Regions from separate parts of the Mus musculus genome. Here region 2 is linked to region 1. Evidence: chromatin contacts called from public Hi-C data. All regions are on one chromosome and are shown on one strand. The core of a region is the stretch at or near the end of the contact, and the rest is flanking DNA. Distances in the headings are between cores, read along the strand shown.

Region 1 (6,469 bases), core at 2,472-4,971:
ACTTTATTGGATCTCCATTTTTATTTCCATTGTGCCAAGAACTATATATCAGATTTTCAGTCTCTGTCTCCTTGTTTAGGTTCTGGGTCTCAAATACATGTCTTTTTTTTAATTTAATAAAACATTTTTTATTAGGTATTTTCCTCGTTTACATTTTCAATGCTATCCCAAAGGTCTCCCATACCCACCCCCCCAAACCCCTACCCACCCACTCCCCCTTTTGGCCCTGGCGTTCTACTGTCGCATATAAAGTTTGCAAGTCCAATGGGCCTCTCTTTGCAGTGATGGCCGACTGGGCCATCTTTTAATACATACATATGCAGCTAAAGACAAGAGCTCCCGGGTACTGGTTAGTTCATAATGTTGTTCCACCTATAGGGTTGCAGTTCCCTTTAGCTCCTTGGGTAATTTCTCTAGCTCCTCCATTGGGGGCCGTGTGACCCATCTAATAGCTGACTGTGATCATCCACTTACTTATTGCCAAGGCACACACACAGGCTCACCCTCATCATTATGATTATGGGAAACATCCACCATAATAGTTACACAGGGAAGAAAGCCCATGTGGATGCAGCCCCAAACACTGTTAGGACATTTCAGGAGGGGGGTGGTTCAAGGAGGTAAAGAGCCTGTAGAATAAAATCCCTAGAGTCCTTAGGATCATAGGTGTGGTCCTAAGGTTCACTTGGGGTCCTTTAAAAAAGCAATGTGAATGATGAACAGCTTATAAATAAATAAATAAATAAATAAATAAATAAATAAATAAATAAACAAACAAACAAATAAATAAATCGCTTTTTCAGGAATTTCCTTTATGACTCCAGGACTTCATACTCATAATTCAATGTTAATGCCTTTAAATCGATCATAGATTTCCCCATAATTATTTCTTTCCATTCCATATACCTTTAGAGACCACCTGCTCTCTGCCAGGTTCTCTGATAGATGCTGGGTAAATAGACTTGAACCAATCGGTCTCTGGCACCCAAGAAATCTTCATGATGGTGAAGAAGAGACAAGGAGATAAAGTAAGGGGAATAATAGCTGTGATTGATTGAGCAGCAGCACAGAGCAGGGAAAGAAAGGGAACCGCAAGACACAATACCCAATAAAGAGCAAGGGAGGGTGGGGTGGATAAAACCAGAGGTCATCTCATCAAGTGAGGTAAGGTAGATGCAGAAAGACAAGTACTGCATGTTGCATTTCCCCTCATATGTAAAAATGTAAGACAATAGCACCATAGTGAAAACAGAATGGATTCAAGGAAAGAGAAAGAGAATGAAAAATGAGAGGGGCAGATTGACTGAAGCATGACAATAAGTATCACAGTGAATCCATTAATATTTATAACTGTATAAATTAATAATTATGAAGGGCAAAGAGAAGGCGGGAAAAGAGCACTACACGTGTCATAAGACCATGGAGGCTCAAGAAATAGCATCTCTTCTGACACCAAGAACCTAGGGAGAAATAACCCAGGATAAGAGCAGAGAAGAGCTGGTGTGTGCTCAAAGTTTGTGTCCCTGAGATTCATGCTGAGCTCCTGCTCCCTGGGATGGTGATGGTAGGAAGGACCTTGGGAGGTGGTTAAGTCCCAAGCATGGAGGTGAATGGGTAACTGTTCTTATGAAAGAGTCGCCTAAATCTCTCAAGTCTCTTTCCGTAGTGTGATGACTAAGAAGTCAGTCATCTGCACTCCAGGATAGAACACTTCCCCAAAACGCATGACATCCTACCTCAAGCTTACAACAGCCTAAACTAAGATACACTCAAGACAAGAGATTATAAATGCTCTATTGCACACATTACTGCCCATCCCGTTTTCAATACTGTGAGCCTATTGCTTATACCAAATCTAATAGCTGTTTTAGTATTTTGAAGCCCATGACTGACTCATGGTGATGATGTCAGTCTGTGAGGAATATAAAAGTACAAATGCTGTGATTAGAAACAGCAGCTGTCAGAGGCTCAGCTTGGTCTTCACATGGGTCTCGAACATCTGGAGCAGAGACTGTCCCAAAAGCTGTTGCTTGTAGGTGGCATATGTTCTTTTGGCCAGGCTGATTTGTCTGGCCTCAATGGGAGAGGAAGTGCCTAGCCTTGCAGAGACTTGAAGTACCAGAGTGTCAGGATACCCACAGGGGGCTCACATGCTCAGAAGAGAAGGAAATGGAGGAAGGATTGTGGTAGGGGGCAACAGGGAGGGGGCAGTGAGCAGGATATAAAGTAAATATGTTTTTTTTAAGTTCAATTAAATAAAAAAAAATATAGCAGCTATCCCCTTTCACTATCTTCAACACCTAATGTTACTCTAAAAGTTTTAATGTATAATACAATATTGGTTCTGTACCTTCAGGTACAAGAACTACATGGATTTAAAGTTACTCACTTTTTACTGAATTATTGACCTTGCAAAGATGATCCTGGGAAGATATTTCTTCTCAGTGACAGCAATATTGAGATTTTGTTTTAGTCAATATAAACATCTTTCTGAAGCTAACAGTGGCTTTAGAACAATTGTTTCTCATTCACTCCCTTATTCAGATCAGTTTTCTCATTCCCTTTACAAAAGATAGACTGGACAGCCTTAACTAGCAGGCTGGAATAGGTCACTGTGAAGCACACATACACACACGTGTGTAAATATGTATGTGAAGCCACACAAGAGACTGAGATACCTTGGACTGTTCCAGAACAATTTCAGAATATAAGTATGCACCTAAATATTGGCAAGTGAACAGCAAGCGAGAAAGAGAAGCCCCCTGGTCATGGTGCTCTGATGTTCTTCCACTCTCTAAGCAACATTTGCATCAGCCTGCCTACTCTGGGAGTGTTCAAGTGCCCCCAATCAAAGAGCAAAGCTAGTGTGCCTGTATTTGCAAGTGTCCCCTTACCTTAAGAAAAGCCCTCCCTGGCTTCTCTGCCCTCTGCTTGGCTCCTGAAACCCTGTGAATCCTGCTGCTGAAGCTCCTGTTTGCTCTCAGAACTGTTTGATCACTCAAGGACACAACAGAACAGCATGCAGCTCTTGCCTTTTTGGCACGGGCTTGAAGTTCAGCAGTAGGTGGTTTCTCACCAGTTTGGCTTGCTTTAGGACAATGAGTGACAAGATGTTAGTTCACACAGCATGACTTATGTAACTTACAAAAGGAAAAAGATCAAGCTGGAGGTTTGTTCAGCAAATCAGCAAGATTTTTGAAAACAAGAATAAAAGTCTTTTCCCTGTGTCCCAAGATAAAGAGGATTTGGCCCAACTACTAAAGGGAGACTCAGGGCAGAAATGAGAGAATCTGTAGAATGCCCTTTGAGGTTAATGCCATTCAAAACAGCCAGACCAGGTCCCCTGAAGATGTCTTTTGTAAGCAGAGAAGTTGCAAGCAAAATATTATTTGTCAAGGTGTTGACTCACTAAAACAGTCATATGACTATAAGCAATTTAAATCTAAAAAAAAAAAAAAAAGTCTACCTTAGTACATCCAAAGCTACATGTAATAATTTTGTTGAATCCTGATGAAATTCACGTAAACGTTTGCCTCTTGCTTAGAGGAAATTTTGGCCCCACGGAAAATTCACTGCCAGAAAGAAAAACATCACTTAACAGGGGAGCCCGTGGCTATTCTTGAACTTGGGAAAGAGCGTTTTTGTGGTTCCCCTTGTGACTTGTTGGTATGGCGTGGGAAGATGCATGACTGTTTCTGAAACACAAGGTCAGGATGTCTCAAGGAGCCATGACAAACTCTGCACCCTGACCTCTTCCTCTTTATTGCTTAGGCAGAACAGTCACACTGCAAATAAAGTTGCCAGAATTGTCCAGCGTTTGTTTTTTTCTCAGAAGAGGAGGAGGAGAGGAGAGAGAGAAGGAGGAGAGGAAGGAAGAAGGAGAGGAGGAGGCAAAGTAGCAGAGCCACTCTTTGTAAGGGTCTGCAAGGCTAATCTCAGTATGCATTCCTTTTATGTCTGAGTCTGCTTCTTTCAGCTTTAAGAAGCTGGGTTTCACCAGCAGCTTTACTCCTTTCCCCTTTACTCACCTGATACCATCAGCTGCCTGCCGGCACAGCTATGAGCAGGCCAGATTACTCCACCCCCATCTCTACAAATACTGAAAATACCTACCTATATATCTTTGAAACATAGGAAAACACAATTTTATAATTTCATTTCAGAGAAGTAGGACCAGAACATTGAAAATCAACCAATCTTTGGCCAACTAAGCCAGTGTACATGCTACGCAGTACAGGGTTATAGGCTTTGGTTTGGTTTGGTTTGGTTTTTTGAGACAGGGGTTTATTGCATAGGCCTGACTTGCTATACTAACCAAGCCTCGACCTTAAGACAGTCCTTCAGCTCTGATTCCCAAGAGCCGGATTACAGGGATATGTCACTGTGCCTGGGTAAGAGTCTATATATTTCATATGTGAAAATATTTAAAAGATTGACTATCGTCACCAAAGCACGGAAGTTGGGCTTTCATTGTGAATTGTGGAGAACTATGCTTGCGATCAAAGAAGTGGGCAATCTCCAACTTGAGCATCTGAAATTCTGCATTATGATAGCTGCTGTATTTACTTCACTGAGAAGTTGCCAAGTTCTGCTCGTGCAATGAAGGTAAGGGCGTGTGGAAATTGTAACATATTCAGAATGGTTAGATTCTGAGTGTATAACGATAGCATGATGATTTTGTCAGGTTGAGGTGAAAGATGCCTGCCTCATTCATTCGTTCCTATTTTCAATTTCTGTAAAGAATAATTTTCAAAGCTTAAGTCATGATCTGCTCTATAGTCCTCACTTCTATTCTGCATCCCTCTTATGTCATATACGTTCATACTTTCAGATTGAAGGAGAACATTAACCAACTTATAGACACTAAAGATAAATTTGTACACAAGGGAATTCAAATACAGCTACATGACAAAATGGCCAATGCTATTGCCCAGAAGTCTCCTTTGTAACCTCAATAAAATTATAGGCATACAATAGTGAGGATTCATCCTTAGTCTTCTGGGTTCTCGGTGGCCAAGAATACTTTTTAGGGCGATTAACACCAGAGTCATCAATCTCTAATGGGTATCTGAATGCCCACAAGTTCAGGGAGTCTTCTGACCATGAGAGTTAACAGTAACAATCAGCTCTGGCCACCTGTATTATTTGTGTTTGAAAAGTGTCCATGTTGACTGAACAAACACTCTCAGGCACCACACATCTGTGGTCTGCAGGGCTACTTTCATCACACTGAGCCTGTTCTTTGAGAGCGACTGGCTTCATGCTGAACTCAGCATGAGGACAACAGGGCAGGACACCAATTAGTGAAGGCATTTGCACCAGCCTGACAGGACCACTGTGCGGGGAAGTTCACTGGAGCCTATACAAGAGCAGAAGCATGTCCTTCGGCAGTAAATAATTAAACTGAAAGGGAAAGGCGTTATGCTTCATAGGCGGAGATTTGATTTATGTTCAGGAAAATCCGCAGCCTTCAGAAATCTGATCAGTTACCAGTCCCACATGATCTTGACAAAGCCGCTAGGAACTGCACCGGTTCCCTTGTACTATACTTTCTCTGTCATCTAAATTCAGTTTTTGACCTTCAGCAGGGCAGACATGAAAACACAGGTCAGGCTGTGAGCCAGCACAGTGCTGAGTAGAAGTTGTCAGGAGCCCATCTCTACTTCTTGAAAACAAACACGCGCCATCATGATTTGCTCTCCTGGCCAGTGCTCACGTCAATTTTGTAGCTTCCAAGTTTTCATTTAACCATAATGATTAATTTTTCTATTTTCTAGATTTGCAGAACTAAAAATAAAGATAAGGTAACTAGCCAAGTACCGAATGTAATTTTCTCTAGCACATAAATTTTGCCTTTAGTCCAGTCTATAGATCTAATTCCCACTTAGTCTGTTTCCATTCAAGTTGTTCTAGAAAAGACAAAGAAAAGATCAGAAGCCAAATCTCCTGTCTGATAACATTCTTCGAAACTTTAAACAGCTTTAAGAGAGTTGGCCTCAAACCCAAACATTAACTTGATCGCTCAATTTTAATGAGGTCAAGCAAGCTGCTGAGCACCTGGCTGGTACTCAAGGTCCTGCCCTGAGTGGTGAGGGCCACCTTGTTCTTACCAAGAATGTAAGAGGTAGTGACAGGTGATAATGTAATGCAGAAAGCTGTTGCCCAGGTCACTTCATCTTTGAACCCCACTGGATTCCCAGAGGCAATGGCATAGGTTCTAGCTAGGCATCAGCAGTTTTCTCATTATCTAAGGAGCTGAAGAAGACTTTTTGCAGAGAATAATTTTTTAAAAAAATTAGGAGGACCCGTAATATGTATGGATTTGCCAGCCTAAGGAAGGAAGGAAGGAAGGAAGGAAGGAAGGAAGGAAGGAAGGAAGGAAGGAAGGAAGGAAGGAAGGAAGGAAGGAAGGAAGGAAAACTTCTAGAAATTTTGAGCAGAGATCTGGAGGCGATACTGCAGTGACTAT
Region 2 (6,469 bases), core at 1,182-3,681, 550 kb after region 1:
CCTTCTCAAATAAGCCCTCACAAACCTGCCCAGACACCTGTCTCTTGGTTTATTCTAGATCCAAGCAAGTCGGCAAGATCACACACTCTTAGCATCTGTTCCCTTTCCTGTAAAATAGGAGAAGCCCATCTATGCCATGGAGTCCTCATGAAGGCTGATGAGGACGGATACAGAGTGTCCAGCAGAACCGAGCTGTGTGGACACTCAGCTAACAGTACCAACTAGTGTGAGCAGCCACTGATAAGAGCTGTGCTTTGTGTCCCCTTTCAAAGGGCCACTCTTTTTGGTGTCAGCAAGAGGGTACATCCCTGTCCTTGATCCTGAGTCCTCTGCTAGAGTGCTTTCCCTGTTCTCAGCCAGGTCATCACGCACGCTACAGACAACCGCCCAGGATTCCAGGATACAGGCTTCTCAAAGAGGAAGTCACTGCCCCAATAGAGGACAGACTCCAGCTTTTCCTTCCACAAGGTTTCTTGCAAGTGTGTGTGTGCGTGTGCATGTGCGTGTGCACGTGTGTGTGTGCGTGTGCGTGTGCGTGTGCGTGTGCGTGTGTGTGTGTGTGTGTGTGTGTGTGTAAGCAAGTGTAAATATCAGTTATCTTTCTCAACTACTCTCCACTATTTTTGTTGTTGCTGCTGTTGTTTTGTTTGATTTGGTTTTGTTTGGGGGCAAGATTGTCTGTCTTTTGTTTTGTTTTTGAGACAGGGTCTCTCATTGAATGAAGAGCTGATTTGACTGATTTGAAAACAAGCCCAAGAGAATCTTCCAGCCTGTCTCTGCCTCACCAGCTCTGAGATTACAGGCATGCACACTTGACTCTTTCTAGAGTTCTGAAAACTCCAAACTCAAATCCTCACAGTTGCTGAGAAAGCACTTTTGTAGCTGGGCCAGGTCCCCAACCCCTGGGCTCTCTCTGTACTCTGCCTCATGAAACACAAAACCACTCAGGATGTTTGCCAAATGTTCCAGTTGTCAAATAAAAGGAAGACCATCCGAGGCCTGACATATGAAACTGAGCCATTGACTAATGACTCATAACTTGACTAACTCGGTTATGCCAAGACCTTCCCGGAGCTTTTCATTCACCACATGTAAGTATCTATCCCACTATCTTCATAGCACGATACCACATTGCTGGCTTTCCCTCTGGGGCAAGGGACAACCATTAATGGCAAAGGCCTGACTCACGTCTCTCTTCCACATATCCTTGAGAGCAACATCCTACAGAAAAAGACAAAAAAAGAAAAAGAAGAAGAAGTAATAGGCAGAAATTAGAGGCATTTTTCTGTGCCTGTGCTACAATTTTTCAGAGAACAAGGCTAGCTAGCTTTCAGAAGGATCAAATAGAATTTGAAAATCACCCTGCTTTATGTGGCAAGAACTTCAAGAATATCAAACATTTCTTGCCATTTGCAAGCAAATGGGTTAGAAGATTTTTTTTTCCCCACGATTATCTCTTCCAGAAAAGAGCAGTTTCAAACCGCAGAAAATGGACGTTACTGAGAAAAATAGCCTGTTTCAGGAGGGCGAGAAAGACCCTGAGATATCTGGGAAACAGAGGTGGCATGGTTTTCTCCTCCCATGCGTAGAAGTTCCAAACGCAGGAGAAGCTCATTTCAAGCAGAAAGCTCTTTCCAAAGCACAAATATTGGAAAAACAGACCAAGACATCAGCGCATTCTAAACACAGCTGTGTTTGCCCACGCCTCCTGCCTGCTAGGTCATGTTTGATTTAACCTGGCAGCTCAGGGGGAGGTGAAAGGCCTCTGACTACCCAACCTACGACTTTACTTCCTCCCGTCATCATTGTTGACGTTGCATATAGCAAACTGACCTCTTATTAAATGTTGCAGCCAACAAACAGGTTTTAATAGTCTTTTGCTTTTTCACACTAAATGTGTTTTCAGATGGCTGTCATTCATATTCATTCCAAGGACCAAGTTGCCCAGCCACCTGCTCTGAGCACGACAAAATGCTCCGCTAGGGGGCGTTGCTGCCTTTCCCAACCCACAAATGAAGCACGTGATCCGAAACTGTGTCCATTAGTTCTGGAAAACAGGATGTAGGCCTGCCAAGCAGTTCAGAGGATGGTTTTAAGCCTTCAGAGTAACCTGAGATGAGGGACCACAGACGGCAGGGAAGTGTAAAACACGGGGCTGTCACCGGGATAATGAAGGGTACCCTGGCTGCACTGGTTATCTTAGCCTGCATCAGGAGCCTAGGGAACAGACAAGAGAGCACTTATGGTACAGTGTCAGCCCATCCCTAGTCAGGGCCCTGAGGGTAAAACCGGCTGAGCATCAGCGTCCAATAGATAACAACAGAAGCCATTATCTCTCCCTGGCTGGGCTGCCAAGTGCAGGGGCCAGGATTGCCTGGTGTTTGCGGTTTCCATAGCAGCGCTGTTTCGTTTCAAGCTGGCAAAGTACACAGAGAGGACAGGATCAACATTGCAGCAAATGACTCGAACAACCTGAGTCCTGAGCCTCGGAGCTCTCAGCAGGCTTTGCCCTTTTGGAGTCAGGGGTGGGGATGAAGATGGATGCTCTCCAAGAGGCGACTGGAAACTAACAGCTCCTTCAATCAAGCTCAGCAGCTGCCTGAGCACTGTCACCCACCCAAGGTCACCACTTGGAGCCTCTCGGCCTCATTTCCCAGAACTCTAGAAGGTGCTGTTAACATGGGAGAGACCCCCACACAGGCAGATAGGCTCCTCTGGCATCTTCTACCTGGCATTTTCTGAAACCTTTCTCCTCCTTCAGCTGGCCAAGGAGACACTTTCTTTCTTTCTTTCTTTCTTTCTTTCTTTCTTTCTTTCTTCCTTCCTTCCTTCCTTTCTCTCTTTCTTTTTTAATTAAATGTTTTCTTCATTACATTTCAGATGAAATCCCCTTTCCTAGTTTCCTCTCCCAAAATCCCCTATACCCTCCTTCCCCCCCTCCCACTCCCCACTGCTCCCCCAAGCCACCCACTCCCACTTCCTGACCCTGGCATTCCCCTATACTGGGGCATATGATCCTTGCCAGACCAAGGGTCTCTCCTCCCATTGATGGCCAACTAGGCCATCCTTTGCTACAGATACAGCTAGAGACACAAGCTCTGAGGGTACTGGTTAGTTCATATTGTTGTTCCTTTTATAGGGCTGCAAAGCCCTTCAGCTCCTTGGGTACTTTCTCTAGCTCCTCATTGGGGACCCTGTGTTCCATCCAATAGATGACTGTGAGCATCCACTTCAGTATTTGCCAGGCACTGGCATAGCCTCACAGGAAACAACTATATCAGGGTCCTGTCAGCAAAATCTTGTTGGCATCTGCAATAGTATCTGGGTTTGGTAGTTGTATAATGGGGTGGATTCCAGGGTGGGGCAGTCTCTGTATGGTCCTTCCTGCCCTCTCAGCTCCGAACTTTGTCTCTGTAACTCCTTCCATGGGTATTTTGTTCCCCCTTCTAAGAAGGAACAAAGTATCCACACTTTGGTCTTCCATCTTCTTGAGCTTCATGAGTTTTGCAAATTGTATCTGTAGCCCTCCCTAGCTGTTCTGAAACTGTCTCTGTAGAGCAAACTTACCTCTAACTCAGAGATCTACTAGCCTTTGGCTCTCAAGTGCTGGGATTAAAGGCGGGTGCCACCACTGCCTGGCTACAAACTACTATTTGCTGCTAAGAGGAGAAAAGGCTTGGTTCCAGCCTTATGCATTTCCCATAGGGTGAGAAATCAATCTAACTGCCTACCGTTTTTTTCCTTCTGACCTGTTGGGTCTTAAGTTATCTTAGAATACAAAGTGTCTCTGACATTAAAGATACTGGGAAGGCCTTGTTTGAAAGTATGTTTTACTTCATTTATGTGTGGGTGTGCATCTGGGCAGTTTAGCAGATGCTAAATTGATCCTCCTATCTCAGCTTCCTCAACGCTGGGATTACAATGTGCTGTATTTTATGTTCCCGGATTTTTATGTTCCTGCTGGGGACCCATACCCAGGTCCTGTGCTTTCCTGCTGAGCCATCTCCCCAGTCCGTACTTTAAAGATTCCTAATGATGATCATGCCTTCACACTGACGAGTAAGACAGAATTAGAGGAGCCATTAAGCTTTGAGTTGGTGAGAGGCTTCACAGCCAGGTTGAGGATGAGAAGTCACAAGCTCCAAACCCCAGCCACAAATCCAAACCTGAGGAACTGCCTTTTTTCCTCATCAGGGGACTTAATGCAAATACATCCAGGCTGCCTTCCTCTTTCCTGTTCTGCTGTGGTCCTACTTCAGCATATGGGTGAAGCCAGACACAACGCAGAAACTCAAAGCCATTCCCTCCGTGAATATGTGCACATGTTTCTTTAAACTAATAGCCTTAAATGCTTTGGGCCTTAAAAGCTTTTTATTCAGATATATATATATTCCGCTAGGTCTAAATGTCAAAATTAAAAGGGATTGGAAGACAGAGCCAATATGGAAGGAAGGAGTTGCAAAAAAAAAAAAAAAAAAAAAAATCCACTTATTGAACCCAGCAAGGTAAACACAGGACAGATGTCTGAAGGATTGATTTTAGCTTTGATCAAAAGTCAGACTTCATTGATCTTTGTTTCTCTGAATCACGAGCAGTTGCCAGGCACACTCTAGGTACTCATAATTATGCGTTGAATTAATGATGTGCCCTGAGCTCAGCATCAGAATAAAGAGCCTGGAATGGAACTGGAAGGCTGAGCCTCTTGCTGCTTGACCCCTGACCCCTCCTGCAGAGTCCTGGTGGGGAGCCCAGCCACTAAGCACCCTGATTTCATGGGTGGTTGTCCTCTCGCAGCAGTAGATGCTGGCAAACAAGGCAGGGCATGCCTTGAAGGGGAAGAAGCAACAATTTCTACCCTTTATTCTGAGATAGGTGTGGGCTTACTCGTCCTAATTATGAGCTGAAAACAGAATGGCTTCTGTCCCTGCAATCCCTCAGGAAACAAACCTGTCACCACCCATACCATCTCGTGTTCATGTGCAGCCCTGGGTCTGAGTTGGCACTAGGCACGCTCAGGATTGATTCAGTCAAAGAAAATGAAATATAACAACGGGCTTCCATCCCCGATTTGACCGTTCAGTGTTAACCATCATGGAAGGACTTATTTAACATCGAATTTATTCTCCAGATTTATAACATGTACAAAGCTCAGAGAGGCGAAGTGGCTTGCCCAGAATCACACAGCTAGCAAGAGCTGGAGCCAAATCTGAAATGAGGTCTGGCTGACTGAGTTCCAGCCGCGCTCATTCCCTTCACATTAAGCTGTTCCCTCCAGCCTAAGGCGAGAGACACTGCTCGCTGTATAAATGATAAATGAGTCCACAGAAGTGTTGCAACTGCCACTTCCAGACAGGCAGGAGGGGAAAGAGTATCAGAAGTGCTGGTGATCTTTTTCAATGCTTTTGGATAGGCAAAACATTTGCAGGTTTTAAATTAAAAACAAACAAACAAACAAAAAACCCTACAGGGCCAGAATGAAACAACTTATTCTGCCTTATCCTCAGTCTGTTCTCCAGAAGGTAAACTTTAATCAGATCATCAAGTATCTTCCAGCCTTCCTTTATGCAAATACAGTGAGTATGAATCGTGTGTGTGTGTGTGTGTGTGTGTGTGTGTGTGTGTGTGTGTGTGTGTGTGCGCGCGCTCGTGGATGAAGACGGTCTCACGTAGCCGAGTCTGGCCTTGAATTCACTATGTAGCTGAGTCTTGCCTTGATTCTCCTGCCCCCTCCTCTCAAGTGGCAGGGTTACAGGCATATGCTGCCACATACATCTGAACGCAGTACGTTCTAGGATTGTTCTGTGCCTTGCTGGTTTTCCCCATTCGCTCTTGCATTTAAGCAAAGTCAGTCCTTCCACCGCAATTCACAGGGACCTTCATTATCTTCCGTTCTACATTGTGCCGTAGCTCTGATGCCACTGTACTGATGCACTCAGAGCTTAATCAGTTAAACAGTAATGAGCGGTTAATTGTTTCTGATCTTCTGCCATTGAGCACTGTGGTGTTAAAAGCTGAAATCCAGCCATGGTGTACACGCCTTGAATCCTAGCATTCAGGAGACACAGCCTCGCAGATCTCTGAGTTCAAGGTCAATCTACACAACAAGTTCCAGGACAGTCAAGCTTAGGCATTGAAGGATCTGGAAAACAGAAAGCTGAGGTAGTGTTCCAGTTCCAGCAAGCAGCAGAATTTGGCAGCTTACGGCATGTGTCTCTGGCTTTAGAGTCAAGAATAGAAGGGACTACTGGGACAATTGAAGCTGGTTAGCTGGAACTAAGAAATTAGCAGTGATTAAGAAAAAAAAACCAGCATCACTGAGAAGAATTCTTCTGCAACGTGCTTTTTTGAGAACACAAGGAAGCTGTGTTCCAGAGATAGCCAAAGTTGTACCTCCTGCTGCAGCTGTACTTGGTAATGTGTAAGAGTCACGAAGGTGGTACTGGTGGTATGAAGGGGTCATAGAGAGTAG

The links. Hi-C and Micro-C count contacts between places; a contact is called where the count stands out from the background.
Region 2: a Hi-C map of the G1E-ER4 cell line shows a contact between it and region 1, with 2.8 times the contacts expected there. The contact joins two enhancer-like sites. A contact is called at or near these places in 1 of 484 Hi-C or Micro-C datasets (the G1E-ER4 cell line), 2 of 115 datasets of contacts at active chromatin or transcription factors (embryonic stem cells and pancreatic cancer cells) and 1 of 9 other capture datasets (embryonic stem cells).

Annotation. Positions count from the first base shown.
Region 1 is chr3:50,604,235-50,610,703 of GRCm38.p6, forward strand. No RefSeq gene overlaps it. Among named protein-coding and RNA genes, the nearest start is that of Gm6209, 21 kb to the left of the region's middle. Within about 2 kb of position 3,722, at least 39 of the 459 cell types and tissues checked have an H3K27ac peak or open chromatin away from gene starts, as enhancers often do. A contact at or near this core is called in the G1E-ER4 cell line, where this site is marked.
Region 2 is chr3:51,154,835-51,161,303 of GRCm38.p6, forward strand. No RefSeq gene overlaps it. Among named protein-coding and RNA genes, the nearest start is that of Gm35891, 29 kb to the left of the region's middle. Within about 2 kb of position 2,432, at least 170 of the 459 cell types and tissues checked have an H3K27ac peak or open chromatin away from gene starts, as enhancers often do. A contact at or near this core is called in the G1E-ER4 cell line, where this site is marked.